Regions from separate parts of the Mus musculus genome. Here all the other regions are linked to region 2. A link is a contact called in public Hi-C and HiChIP or PLAC-seq data. All regions are on one chromosome and are shown on one strand. Each heading gives the region's core, a stretch centred on a gene start, on an enhancer-like site or on the middle of the called end of the contact. The rest is flanking DNA. Distances are from core to core; before and after follow the strand shown.

What was found. A called contact is a pair of places that touch in the nucleus more often than the background predicts. HiChIP or PLAC-seq counts read pairs in DNA pulled down with a chosen protein or histone mark.
Region 1: a contact with region 2 is called in a Hi-C map of the N1E-115 cell line, with 5 times the contacts expected there. The contact joins the enhancer-like site here to the promoter of Tbx3os2 in region 2. A contact is called at or near these places in 1 of 39 promoter capture datasets (embryonic stem cells), 6 of 484 Hi-C or Micro-C datasets (the N1E-115 cell line, embryonic stem cells and uterus), 6 of 115 datasets of contacts at active chromatin or transcription factors (craniofacial prominence, embryonic basal ganglia, embryonic limb bud and 2 more) and 1 of 9 other capture datasets (embryonic stem cells).
Region 3: an H3K27ac HiChIP or PLAC-seq map of embryonic stem cells shows a contact between it and region 2, with 6 times the contacts expected there. The contact joins the enhancer-like site here to the promoter of Tbx3os2 in region 2. A contact is called at or near these places in 2 of 15 datasets of contacts at CTCF or cohesin (both in embryonic stem cells), 27 of 484 Hi-C or Micro-C datasets (embryonic stem cells and trophoblast stem cells), 12 of 115 datasets of contacts at active chromatin or transcription factors (craniofacial prominence, embryonic stem cells and stem cell-derived neural progenitor cells) and 1 of 9 other capture datasets (embryonic stem cells).
Region 4: a contact with region 2 is called in a Hi-C map of uterus, with 2.4 times the contacts expected there. The contact joins the enhancer-like site here to the promoter of Tbx3os2 in region 2. A contact is called at or near these places in 1 of 39 promoter capture datasets (embryonic stem cells), 4 of 484 Hi-C or Micro-C datasets (the C2C12 cell line, embryonic stem cells and uterus), 6 of 115 datasets of contacts at active chromatin or transcription factors (craniofacial prominence, embryonic forebrain, embryonic limb bud and 2 more) and 1 of 9 other capture datasets (embryonic stem cells).
Region 5: a contact with region 2 is called in a Hi-C map of uterus, with 2.5 times the contacts expected there. The contact joins the enhancer-like site here to the promoter of Tbx3os2 in region 2. A contact is called at or near these places in 6 of 484 Hi-C or Micro-C datasets (the C2C12 cell line, nephron progenitors, palatal mesenchyme and 2 more), 9 of 115 datasets of contacts at active chromatin or transcription factors (craniofacial prominence, embryonic stem cells, fetal liver and 1 more) and 1 of 9 other capture datasets (embryonic stem cells).

Annotation. Positions count from the first base shown.
Region 1 is chr5:119,228,183-119,230,882 of GRCm38.p6, forward strand. No RefSeq gene overlaps it. Among named protein-coding and RNA genes, the nearest start is that of Gm7538, 30 kb to the left of the region's middle. Within about 2 kb of position 1,274, at least 18 of the 459 cell types and tissues checked have an H3K27ac peak or open chromatin away from gene starts, as enhancers often do. A contact at or near this core is called in the N1E-115 cell line, where this site is marked.
Region 2 is chr5:119,689,932-119,692,631 of GRCm38.p6, forward strand. It overlaps Tbx3os2 (T-box 3, opposite strand 2), which reads right to left and starts at 1,287. Exons shown (of 3, transcript NR_040416.1): 1 at 1,077-1,287.
Region 3 is chr5:119,372,910-119,375,613 of GRCm38.p6, forward strand. No RefSeq gene overlaps it. Among named protein-coding and RNA genes, the nearest start is that of Gm42016, 48 kb to the left of the region's middle. Within about 2 kb of position 1,327, at least 8 of the 459 cell types and tissues checked have an H3K27ac peak or open chromatin away from gene starts, as enhancers often do. A contact at or near this core is called in embryonic stem cells, where this site is marked.
Region 4 is chr5:119,192,543-119,195,242 of GRCm38.p6, forward strand. Gm7538 (predicted gene 7538) reads right to left here. Exons shown (of 3, transcript NR_046033.1): 3 at 1,771-2,700. Among named protein-coding and RNA genes, the nearest start is that of Gm7538, 6.1 kb to the right of the region's middle. Within about 2 kb of position 1,344, at least 3 of the 459 cell types and tissues checked have an H3K27ac peak or open chromatin away from gene starts, as enhancers often do. A contact at or near this core is called in uterus, where this site is marked.
Region 5 is chr5:119,264,401-119,267,100 of GRCm38.p6, forward strand. No RefSeq gene overlaps it. Among named protein-coding and RNA genes, the nearest start is that of Gm31190, 35 kb to the right of the region's middle. Within about 2 kb of position 1,336, at least 33 of the 459 cell types and tissues checked have an H3K27ac peak or open chromatin away from gene starts, as enhancers often do. A contact at or near this core is called in palatal mesenchyme and uterus, where this site is marked.

The DNA.
Region 1 (2,700 bases), core at 24-2,523, 460 kb before region 2:
TCACGTGTCCACTCTAAATGCTTGTGCCTTACCGTCATTTACCTGAGTCTGTGTCTGGCTTTGTACCCAGGAACCCAGAAATATTGCAGAAATTCAAACGTGATTTTAGTTAATATTTAACAGGAGAACCCCAGTCCAGCTCTGCAAATCCACCCCACTATACACAGCACGAGCACTGTTGGTTGATAGGGATGGGAATTGAAGTATTAATCAGTCGCTTCTGTTTTCCAATAAGAAGATCTTAATTCATCACCTGGAATCCAGGCACGTCTGTACTTAATCATGTATTGATGGGAGCTGGTCCTACTAAGTGGCCTCATTCGTGACTGAGAGAACTTTGGCAGGAACACCAAATACATTTCCTCCCAACACCTCCAGGGAAAGCCCCGAGAGTCTTGAGTAATCACCCACAGTGTAAAAGAAAATATAGATCTTGGGTTCTCTAATTATGTACAAAAGGGCAGCTTGAGATCTTGGGTCAGCTTGGTTTACATCGTCAAACACCCCAAGTCCTGGTCCCAAGTGTGCACACATTACCTTCATCTCTTTCTCCCCCTCTGTCTGGGTGTTTCTGAGATGCTCACCTCCAGAGTTCAAGTCTCTTCAGTGTGTTCCGGAAGTGTGTGAGTTATGGCTAATGTCTGACTCAGCTCCGCTCGGCTTTTCCCTGAAGCAAGGCTCCTTGGCTGACTCCAGGACCCACAGATTCCAGAAGGGGTGCTCTGATGGTTCAACTGGCAAGTATTTCCCACAGGCTCCTGTGTTTAAACACCGCCCCCACCTCCTCCACGCCCCCAGCTTAGTGGTATTCTCTGAGGATATAGTGGGAACCTTTTAGACACAGAGTATTGGGTGGAATTCATCCAGCCATGGGAGCAGGCAGGTCACAGGCCAGCTTTACATCCTGCTGACTGCCCTCATGCAAACTCTCCCACTGTCAGAGCCAAGAAGGGCACTGCTGGACTTGCCATGCCTTCCTGGCTGTCAGGAGCAACCACACCCTGTAAACTGTGGACCACCATTGATCCCTCCCCACTTGGATTGTCCCTGATAGGCATTTGGTCACAGTGACAGAGAAAGAGGGTCCATCTAAAAACCCAAATGCCTTCACAGGGCCCTTGGCATTTCAAGGCCATGATTCTGAAAGCCCAGACGATGCTAACACTGACAGAAACTTGTTCATTTCTTCTGTGGACTTGCTCTGCCCAGGCACCTGAGGAGACAACCCATGTCTCATCTCTGTCTCACCCCATGTGATTCCCAGCCACCTATAAACTCAGCCCTGTGCTCAGAGCACATCCGTGGTTCTATACAGACACCACGGGGTGGTGAGCAGGAGGGTTGCCCATGAAGGTGAAGGAAGTACGCTCTTGTGGGTGTGCCTTTGGGGTCTGTAATGGCTAATCTTGGTTGCCAACTCGTCTTACACGCGTTCTCGCGACCGGCCAGGAAGAACGCAACAAACCGGAATCTTCTGCGGCAAAACTTTATTGCTTACATCTTCAGGAGCAAGAGTGCAAGCCCCAAGCCCAAAACGAAAGCGAAACCCCGTCCCTCTTTAAGGAGAATTATTCTCCGCCTAGGATGTATTACTCCCTGATTGGCTGCAGCCCATCGGCCGAGTTGTCGTCACGGGGAAGGCAGAGCACATGGGGTGGAAAACTACCCTTGGCACATGCGCAGATTATTTGTTTACCACTTAGAACACAGGATGTCAGCGCCATCTTGCAACGGCGAATGTGAGGGCGGCTTCCCACAAACTCGACACACTTGAGAAGAGGAAACCTCACCAAGAAACTGCCTCCATCAGATTGGCCTGAGGTCATGGCTATGGGAGCATGGTTTTAATTGCTGATAGATGAAAAATATGGGCAAGCCAGGGAACAAGACAGTAAATAGCATTTTCTCATGGTCTCTGCTTCATTGTCTTTACCTTGAGTTCCTACCTCGGCTTCCCTCAGCGATGGACTGTGTGACTCGTAAGCTAAATAATCCCTTTTCTCCCCCGAGTTGGTTTTGGTCAGTGTCTTATCACAGCAATAAAATCATACTAGAATAGAAACTTTATCTTACTCCCAGTCTCTCTCTCCCTTCTCCCTTCCTCCCTCTCTCCCTCCCTCTGTCTTCTTCTTCGCGTGCGCGTGCACACACACACACACACACACACACACACACGGGTTTCTGGTGTTGTTTTATAGGTGATAAGGTGATCTTTACTTTGTTTTTAGAGACAGGGTCTCTCTCACTAACCCTGAACTTGCCTAGTAGGCTATTCTGGTTGTCCAGAGTGCCTCAGATATCAATGTGTCTTTCCCTCTCCAGTACTGAGATTACAAACTACATGTACACCAGACCACAGGCAGCTCTTTGGGGTGTGAATTCTGGGAATTGAGCTTGTGAGCACTTTGCAGACCCAGCCATCTCTCCAGCCCTCTTCCTTACTCTTTAATACTATCTACTACTAAAAAACCAAACCAAACAAACAAACAAACAAACAAAAAACCCTAACAACACATTGTCAGCTGGAGACTCCTGGAAGATGCCAGGACATGGAATAAATACATGAACCTAGAGAGCAGTGATTCTTAGACAGAGGAAGAATATTTTTAAAAAATACAAATAAAAAATGAGATAAAGCATATGAAAATAATAGCAGGTCTGGAGAGATGGCTCAGTGGTTAAGAGCACAGGGCCTGGGTT
Region 2 (2,700 bases), core at 37-2,536:
TAAATGGGAAGGCTGAAGGAAGTAGGTGTGTTCGGGCACTGTATAATTAGTTGATTAATCAGTTATATTAACTTATCAGCCGAATGATTATGAGCAGTCATTATCACCCTCAATGAGTTCTCTGTTAATTTCCTGTTGGGAGGGTCACCCTCTCTAGGCTATCCCAGGCAATAAAAAGCAACTACTTTTCATAAAACAAAATTACTTCTCACTAGAGGCCAGGGTGGAAGGTATAGGAAACTGTAGGGGAGGCCCTTTTGTGGGGAGATTTCTGGGGTCCCGGCTTGGGACTGGGTGGAGTGGGGGGGATGTGGCTTCAATGTTCACCATACTGTCAAGGTTAGCCAGGTTTCCTCTGCTCCATGCCCCCTCCAACCCTCTCAGGACATTCTAGTTTTCTGTTTGATGGTATCTTGTTTGATGACAGCCTTTTCTCCTGCATCCCACGTGGACCCCTCTCCCCACCAAATCTCAGTGCTCTTGCGTCAGACTCTTCCAAGTTCTGGGATCCCAAACTTTCTCCACTAAGACATACATGAGGGGTGGGGTGGGGTGGGGTTGGCTTTTGGGAAATACCTGTGTGGATGTTGGAGGAAGGCTACTCTGGGGCCTGGGGGAACACCTGTATAGAAGTCAGAGCAAAGATGAGAAAAAACAAAAACGCAGGAACACTTTCAGTGATATGTAATTGGCTCCCCCCCCCCCAAGCCAAGCCTGCACAGAGGACCTCGAATTAGGAAGAAGGTAGAGGCTAGCCTGGGTGTGTTTTCTACCTTTCTCCACTACTGTGTAATTTTTGACTTATCATAAAAAAAAAAAATCCATGACCATCTAAAGAAACGCTCAGGAAACAAAGGGGACATCTATGGTCCGTTTTTCTTTATTTCCTTCTGATTACTGGGGAGGAAGGCCTCTTCGCTACCCCACGAGTAAGCTCAGCCCGGCTGTATCCTGCTCAGCCCCAAGATTTGTTTCAAAAATACCATCCATGAAATCGGAAGCTGCCTGCTTGACTCAAGAGACTCCAGCCTGCCCACCAGACACCACCCATTTCTCAAGACAAATGCCACACCAACCTCTCTTCCACTCCGAGCCTGCCCCCAGGATTTTCTTGAAGGCAGGTCATAAAGTGTAGGTAGGTGTCTGCCTCTCCAGATGATGAGGATACAGGTCCTTTGCTCTGTCTTTAAACAGGACCACTTTGGAGATGACTGGAATGGGAGCGGCACCCTCCTGGCGCTTCTCGATTTCTTCAGGTTAAAACAGGACCGGGCAACCGACAACTGCACTCTACCTGAGCTGCTTCTGGGTTCTTCCCTTGGGAAAAAGCTATGAGCAGTTGCGGCCAGCGTGAGTCAGGCGCCCATGGCTTCGCTAAGCCGCTCCTTTGCTGCCATCTGCTGGTTGCACCGGAGAAGTTCACGGAGATTTTTCGAATGCAGAGAACAAGTCTCTTAAAAATAAGAAAGAGGGCTGGGGGTGGATGGTAGAGCTTGCCCCTAGATTCTATGCCAAGTTGCACAAAAATAAAGTAAGGGAAGGAGGGAAACATGGTACTGAGGCACAAAGATACGATGTAGAATAAAAACAACAGGACCTGTTTTTGTACCTTGCTACAATATTGCTTTGGTACCTTGATCAAGTTGTGTAACATCTCTTATGCCATGAGGTGAGTGTATAGTGCCGGCAGAGCAAGCTTGGCAGCTGAGTGTGAACCTCAGAAGACACGTTTTTAAAAGTCGGATGTGGAGGAATGTATCTGAGCTCACAGCACTCCTACGGGGAGATGGGGCGTGGGAGTGGAGGTCAGAACTGAAAGTCACAGTCTGGCCAGCCTGGGGTACTTCATAAGCTGCAAGGAGACTCAAACTCCCAGAATCTGTCCTCTGAGCTATATCCACATGCTTACACTCACATACATTGTATACATACTTGTTAATTAAATTATTCTATTAATTATTTTTATTATGATTAATTGATTTAGTTATTAATTTTGTCATTTAATTATTTTTATCGATTTATTAGATAATTAAAATACTCCAAGGACCAGCATGTAACTTGATGGCAGAGAATTTTTGGAGCTTGTGTGAGGATGAAGATGACGGTCTTGTAGGATGAATGATGCCCAGGTTGTACCTTTCTGCTCATTGTCTCTAAGCTGTCCTTGGACCACTGGGTTCCTGTGGATGTCTCTAAATGATTATCCTTGACTCCCTCTTTCACAATCCTCGTATCTGGAGCTCATCAAATTCACTGTCTGCTTCACCTCAAACTTACCAGTTATCCAATAGTGGGAATGATCCCAAAGTCCTGCTCGGAAGCACGTTTCAAAAAGTCCTATGATCATAGAACAGCATCATCTTCAGTGGCCTCCTCGGACAGGAGTGACCTGGCCTCTCCTTTCTCAACTGCACGCCACCCGACTCTTCAGAAGCAAGCTATTTCAAGGCCAAATTGTCACCTTCCTTCTCCCAGTGCTCCCTCAGCCTAGGTTTCAAACTTGGGCACTGGTGACAACTGGCTGGTTCTATGAGCTCAGGGATGTCCTGTCTATGAATTCAGGAAGGGGTAGTGCCATTTAGCTCTGGTATCTGCCCACTAGACAGACGCTTTGGGAGACAACCTAAGATGTCTTTGGATGCTGCCCTGAACCACGTTGACAGCATCAGCCCTGGTTAGGAGCCACTGCTTGAGTCCGAG
Region 3 (2,704 bases), core at 77-2,576, 320 kb before region 2:
AAGTGGTCAGTCAACAGTAATTATTCATTGTGTTGTTGTTGCTGTTGCTGTTGCTGCTGCTGTTTTGTGGTCTGCTCCTCTGAGTTCAACTATACCACCCGCTTGTTTGCTGACACTTTGTGTCTGGCCTCTGTGATGTGTTCCAGGTCGTTTTCATTCTGTTTAAGAAAGAGCTGAGCTTGTTGCAGATCCGAGACTTCACCGAATCACCCCTGCAAACAGTAATCAGTGACCCAGGAGCCATGGTTAGGAATAAGTAAACATAGGAACTAGACGCATTGCATGTCGGGAAAGGATATCAGTCACGTCCCCTCATCCCCCTATCCTTCATCTGCATTCTGGGTAACCAACACTCACCTATCTATATTCTACCACACCATCAAAATGTATATAGAGGGTGAACGGGACCTACTGAATATCTGTAATCTCATCACTTAGGAGGTGGCAGCAGAAGGGTTAGAAGTTCAAGATCATCCTCAGCTACAATGGAGAGTTGAGGACCGGTCTGAAATACATGAGACTCCATTTCAAAACAAAACAAAACAAAACAAAACAAAACAACAACAACAACAACAAACCCCAAAACCCCGAAGAGCAAATGACATAACGGGTGTCATATTTCTCCTCCTTGCTCCATGCTATTCCCAGACATGCTTGGCTGGAGGGCGCTTCCATCCTAGCAATCACTCCTTCCATCTGCCTCTTGCCTTGGAACACATCACAGCGGCCAGACACAAGGTGACAGCAAACAAGCAGGTGGTCACATTGAACTCTGAGAAGCAGATCACAAAAAAAAAAAAAAAGAAAAGAAAAGAAAAAAGAAAAAAAAAGCCGATGGCTTTCTCAAAAGCATCCTGCGAGCAGATTAATCTTTGAATCCGTGTTCTCTAAACATTTTAAATATGATGCTTAGTGACTAATCCAGGAGCTGCAGACAGAACTGCCATGCCAGGTGTAGGCATGGATTTAGAAAGGGGTGGGTGTCCAAAACCAACACCTGCGAGCAGCCAATCACATCCCCACAGTCAACAGGCCGCGCATGCGCGTGTGGAGGGCTGCATGTCTCTGCTTTGATTCTTGCTTAGCGCCGATTGGCCACAGGTTGGGCGCTTTTATGTTATTGACCAAATGGTACCCGTCACCCCAACATGAGAAAATGTTGCACCTGCCTTGAAAGACCCAAAGCTGGCAGCCTCCCTCACAGTCTCGGAAAAGCTCCTGGATCAGTTTTAATGCTTAAAGCCCCAGCCTTTGTGAGTTCAGATCCCCCAGCATTTGGTGGGCCCATGGGTGTGTGCTTTACCCTCGCAGCTGCGACTCGCCATAGACACCCCTCTGCGGAAATGCAAGGAATTTTACAAAAGGGTCGCCATGACCTCGCACTGTCTGTGAACTCTATCCCCCGCCTCCACCCCCGCTTTTAACTGTTCACAGGAGATCTCATTTCCCACCCCACTCAAACTCAAACTCCGTCAGGGTATAAGGACAACTGTCTGCCTTCTTAGACTCTGAGATCCTCTGCTGTAGATTGGACAATGAATCAAAACAAAACAAAACAACAACCTGCGTTCGTGGCAGACATCAATAATCAATCACAGAGTGTTCATCCTATGCCTGGATCCATCCTCTACGTTTGTTAAGTATTTGAAGCAAGCATCACTAAAAAAATCTAAGTGGGCTGCTATGAACTATCGTCATTCTGATTCAAAGGCTTTAATAGAAAAATAAATTAAAGCCATGAAGGAAAAATGACCTCCTGGTACCCAGACAGTGTGTGTGAGTCAGGTCTGAGGGTATATAGTTCAAGCATCTCTAATTCCCAGGCCTATGTCTCCAGGCCAAGAGACAATTATGTCCCTTGAAGTCTCTGAAGATTCACTCCCGCTCTCCTGACTAAGCATGCCAAAAAAAAAAAGTTTACGTACATAATATATGTACATTACGTATATTACAAATAAATGTAAGAAATAAGAAACCAGTGGCCACTTTGCCTTCTTCCCACACACTGTAAGAGAGAGTGTATTAGTCAGCTATTACCACAATAATGTTGCATAACAAGCCATTCTACAAACCAACAGCTGACAGCAATGGGCATTTAAGTTTTACAAGAGAGTCTGTAATGACCTTGGGTGGGGCTGAGGTGGGGCTTTGCTTGGCGACCAACGTCTTTGCTGGATATAAGAGGAATGGTCCAGCTTGTTGATGGCTCATCTAGTAAAGTGCTTGCTTTGTGTGAATGAGGACCTAAGGTTGACACCCAGAACCGATATTAAAAAGAAAGAAAAGGCTGGATATATTGGTACTTACTCCTCATCCTGGCCTGGGAGGTGGAGACAGGTGCATCATAGCCCTTGTATCCTGGTTGTGTAGGGTGGGGATAGGGGTACCCAAGGTTATCCTCTGGCTTCCACATATGTGTGCATCTACACACACACACACACACACACACACACACACACACACACATGGTGAGGGCGGGTCACTCCTTTTCACTGTAGCTTAAAGAGAGCTCAAAGCTAAGTATGTTCAACATCCCTGCTCAACCTGTACCTCCTTGTACTGTGTGGACCAATGCAAGTTCTACCCAGGTCCAAACTCACAGATGTGAGGGAATAGTCTTCGCCCTCAGTAGAAGAGAAATATTCATGGCTATGAATGTTAGCTATGCAATAACACAAGCTACAGAGGTGAGTCTTAAAGTTAA
Region 4 (2,700 bases), core at 94-2,593, 500 kb before region 2:
CACCCTTGCCACGATCCCGTGAATCAGGAAGAATTAGCCCCATGCAGAACTGAGAGTGTGACAGAAATGAAGAAAGTGCCCCCATGAAAATTAATATCTCTTGCTAATAATACACAGACAACTTATGACATTCTTGACTGGTCCATTTTAGCTCCCACAGTCAGCTATCAAAAGCTGAAGCAGGGTCCCCCAAGGTTTGTGTGTGGGATGCTTGGTCCCCACTGGATGGAGCTATGTCTTGAAGCTGTAAAAACTCTGAGACGTGGGCCCTAACTGCAAGGACTGGGTTAGCTTTCGTGCTTGTACTTAGCCCATGGTCCCTTTTTCTGTTTCTCTGCTTCCTGTCAGCCACAAGGTAAACAAACGTAATTTTATGCCCGAGGCTAATACATCCCATGGTGTAAACCATCTGGAACCAGGAGCAGAGTAGATGCGCCCATGTGCTGAAGTCTGGCAAGGACAGTCAGTCTTGCTGTCCCCATTTCCAGACAAGGTGGCAGAGGTTCAGTGACCCAGTGAGAGATGTCAATAGTCACAGTCAGTGGCTCACTCAACACCAGGGTGCAGAGACTTCACCCAGCCTCAATGCTGCCTTTGGAATCCAGCTGCTTTTCACCCCAGCTCCTGAAGTCAGAACAGGTTTTACCAACTCAACCCCTGCCAGAGATTTGGCATGCATGCCAGTGTCAAGAGCCAAGAGACTGGAACACATCTCTGTGGTTTCCTGAAACTTGGGACTCACTGGGTATTTCTGTAGCTTCTTCTTCATTAGGTAGAGACTTGGCTTCATGGGGCTTCTAGCACTCCTTTAAATTCAGCCCTGGGAAACCCAGGAGAAGAGAAGCCACCAGTAACATGAAGGCAGAGCTGAGCTGAAGTTCTGCCTTCCATTTGGGTTGGTTGGTTCTGGAAATATCTTAGGTTTTCCATAAACGTGCTCCACATCACCTGAGCTCCCTGAAGCTACGGCACAAATGTCTACTGTTGTTCTTTTATATTTTCAACTTTTTTTTTTGTCTGTTCCATTAAAGTTTTGTTTTTTTTTTGTTTGTTTGTTTGTTTTGTTTTTTTTAATTGCAATGAGAACTAGCAGGTGGATGGATGGCAGCTTTTCTGAGGATGAGCTTAGGAGCCCTGGGAAGACCGATTGGACAGTCTGGGGATGTGGCTGTTGTTCCTGCCTGATAGGATGCTTTTTTTCTAGCCTCTGGAATGAAGGAAGCAGGCTTTGTACCCAGCACGTGCACACACCACCGCTTCTTCGCTGTGTATTCCTTGTTCAGCCACATCACCAGGCTTACGGGAGTGGATATGTGAACTCTCCCAGACATGACCATCTCCCTGGGGACTGTCTTTTGCCAATTCTTCCTGTCAGTTCTGCTGCAGATGTTGGGAGGGACGGGGAGGCGGGGTGCAGCCTCGGCGGAGGGGGGCGGGGGGGATGCATAGAGGCAGGCTCTGCTGGGCAGACTTTCCAACAACTGTTGGATGGCTGATCTTAAAATACAGCTTCCATGCGTGGTTTGTCCAGTTCTCACGCTTTGTTTCTGAAACTCTCAACCAATGAGGGTCTGGAAGAATCCTGGAGCTTCTTTGTATCATTCCTACCCCTCCTCTGTAAGGAACCGAGACACCCAGTGCTCTGACAAAAACAGCAGCGGAGGTGTGCTACTCAGTACTTCCAGAAGTTTCCCGAAGCAACAGGTCAAAGGTCACTTTGGTTTTGTTGACTTTGTCAGGCCCATTATCAGAAACGCAAGCACCCTTTTGTGTAAGACAGTCCAGCCATTTATTCAGCACTCCACTAAGAACTTAAAACACATTATTAATCCCTTGATGGTTAATCTTAACTGTCAGGTTTATGGATTTAGACTCACTTAAGGGACGCACCCCTGGGTAAGTCTTTGAAGGAATTCCCAGAGAGGTTTAAGTGAGGTGGGAAGACCCACCCTCTGGGCCGCGTGCAGCGCCATTCCCTGGGACAGGATCCTGGACTGAATCAAAAGGGGAAAACCAGCATCTCGTCTCTTTCCACTTTGCGGCCATGGTGCCATGTGGCTAGTTACATCACACTCTTGCTATCTCAAATGTAATGGAACTGTCCCCTCAGACCCCCCCCCCCAAGTAAACTTTCCCTTCCTTTCATCAGATATTCAGTCCCCATCACGAGAACAGCAGCTGATGCAAACCTACCTACAAATCATATGGGAAGATGGTTACATTCATTTTGTAAGTAAGAAAGCTGACAGCGAGGACAGGAGCTGTGAGAGGCTACACAGCCAGCGAGCGCCAGAGCTGGGCACCTGGTCCTGGCTCGTTTGATTTCATCCGACCTCTTGACAAGGAAACAGTAAACTGCTCAGGGGTTGGCAGATCTATGACTACGATGAAGAGTTACCATTCACATGGCAGTTTTAAGGCAGTGGTTCTCAACCTGGGGGGGGGGTCACGACTCTTTGGGGGATCAAGTGGCCCTTTTGCATGGGGGGGTTAGCATATCAGATATCCTGCATATCAGATATTTACATAAGGACTCATAAGAGTATCAAAGTTGCAGTTATGAAGTAGCAACGAAATAATTTTATGGTTGGGGGATCACCACAAAATGGGGAACTGTACTAAAGGGACCCAGAATTTGCAGGTTTGGGAACCACTGGCTTCAGGCAACTGAAAGTCACTTGCCCATAGTACTGAAAGCCA
Region 5 (2,700 bases), core at 86-2,585, 430 kb before region 2:
TAGCAAAAGTTCAAAGCCCAGCCTGAGCTACTTAGTAAGCCCCTTCTCAAAAGTAAGCTCAAACAAAAATAGTCCCCAAAGACCCACTTTAAATATGTGATGTTTTGGGGGGGAATAATAAAAATTCTGAGTGCTTACTATTTAGAAAATTGAATTAAAAATGTACATTTTTCATTTTGGGGGGAAATATATATACATGAAAGAAGGTCTCCCCATGTAGACCAGGCTGGACTGGAACTCACAGAAATCCACCTGCCTCTGTCTCCTGAGTACTGAATGCCACAAGGCTTGGCTTAAGCAAAATGAGGTGTCATTTTTAAGCACAGTTATTAGGTGTTGAAAACCAGCAAAAGAGTGGTGCCACTCATGATTTGTAAATGGGATAGAAGTTTAAGCAGCGAGTTAAATTTATTTTAAATTTTAAAATACTTTAAATTCCCAAAGAAATGTGGATTGCAAATAATGAGCGTAGGGTCTGTTTTGTAAATTGGCTTTTCTGTGTTGGGGTATGCTAACTGGGAATCAGTTGTCTCCAGAGGTTTTTAGAAGCAAAAGAAGATTCATTGTGCTCTCTGCCCTTGACCTCATGATGTAGCTGAGGATAGCCTTGAACTTCCGATCTTCCTGTCTCCCAAGTGCTGAGATTATAGCCTGTGCCACTACACTTGGTGTAAGCCATAACAGAACCCAGAGCCCTTGGAAATGCCAGCTGAGCTCTCAACCAATCAACCAACAAACCAACCAACCAACCACATCCTCCATCCTTGCTGCACATTTTCTTAGCCAAAATGTCTTCAAAGCCTCTCGGTAGAAGATAGAGTTCCAGCCATTTAGCCTGGAAATGTAAGCCAGCCAAACCGGGGCTCCGGCCGGCGATGCGTGCTGGTTTAATTTCTTTGTGGTTTCAGCAGTCTCTTCGTTCATCCAGCTCCGATTTTTCCTGGGCAGGAATCCCAAAGTAACAGACCCAGAGGAAGAGTCCAGCCTCTCCATCCGCAATAATCCAATCATGTCTCAGCTGGGAGGCCCGCACCCTGCAAGGGAAGGCAGTGGAGAGAGCACGAGCCAAGCACTCGTTTTCTCTTATTCTTGCGAGCTAAGTTGAAAAGATTTGTTGTTTAAAATCCACACGAAGAGAAGGGGGCAAAAATCTGCTTCTTTCCCGGTTCTTTTGTTTTGTTCTGTGTTTTTTGGATCAGAAACACAGGGCTTCCCAATCAACTTAACTGAGTGAGTCCCAGAAGCGGATGCATCTCAAATGTAAAACACACCTCCGTCTTGGGCCGGCTGCCACTGATGACTGAGCAGACAGAAAGAGGAGGAGACTTCTTGGGAGATGTGGTCCCAGACTGTGGAGGGGAAGAGGGGAGAAAGGATGAAGGATCCTCTGTCCTGGAGCAGCAGAGGGCTGCCATGCCAACTAACTGGCTTGTCGGGGTCTCCCACGTGGAAAGCAGGCCCAAGTGCTGCTGGATTTGAACCTGGCACATGTTGAGGGACTGGTTCAAACCTGAATGCATGCCACACACACGCAGAAGAACATGTTCGCTCAGAGACAAAACAAAGCATACCAGTTAACACCAGCGATGCTCACACTGGCAGACATTCTGGAGAATGACTCTTCCCGCCCCCCCCACCTCCCCCCCCCAGTCCCCAAGGGCAAACGGTACACGGCAGTTGGAATGATGTGACATACAAATTAATACATACAGGCTTTTAAAGGCCTGGGAGGAGACATGGGCCATTTCACAGCCTCGCTCTCAGACGTGTGTTTTCAAAGGCTGCTGGGGACTCTTTACTTTCCTTCCACGGTTGGACCAAAATGAGGATGTTGAGCCGTGTAACCAAAGACATCTCTTGGTGAAAGATCCGACTTCAAGTGACTCTAATTCCCATTTTCATCAATGTTGTGCTGGCTGGACATGAAAACAGCCATTTAAATGGGTTTCTTCTGTCTTCTTGGTAATAGATTTGAGTTTACATGCTCAACATCTGGTTTGTTGAACCAAAATGTGCAAGTGGTTTTGGGTCTCCCAGCCAGTCGACAGACTCCAGCTGAGACATGGCCCCCTTCCTTCTCACTGACCTGGACTTTGACCCAAGTTTTCTTCTTTCTTTTCCCCTGCTCGTAAAAAGGTGTTTGGGGTCTGTCTGGGAGGTCCTTACCTGGTTAGCAGTACCAGTCAAGGCAGCCTAAGTGCAGAGCTTCAGTCATCCTAAGACAGGAGTTTGGATCCGGAGAGATGCTGGAGTGTTGAAGAGCACTTGCTGCTCTTGCAAAGGAACTCAGTTCTGTTCCTAGCACCCATTCAGATCATCTGTGGCTGGAGCTCCACGGGATCCGACGCCCTCTTCTGGCCTCTCTGGGCACTGCACTCATGTGCACAACCCTCCACCTCCCACATACCCACATAATTTAAAACAAGGAAAAGATAAGTTCTTCCAACTGAGTGTGGGGTCTACAGCCTCACGGGATCTCAGTAGCCAGAGACCAAACCAGAATGAATGAAGCATGCCATGCAGGGCTGCAGCAGATTTATGAATGTCCCTTCTGAGGTCAAGTTTATGACCAACAAGTCTTGATGTGAGATCAGCCGGTTCTGTACAGAGAATTCATTTGCTTATAGTTACATAAAATATTGATCATAAAATATGCATAACTAATTAAAGAATATTTTAAAGCTGTGGTTCTCATTGACA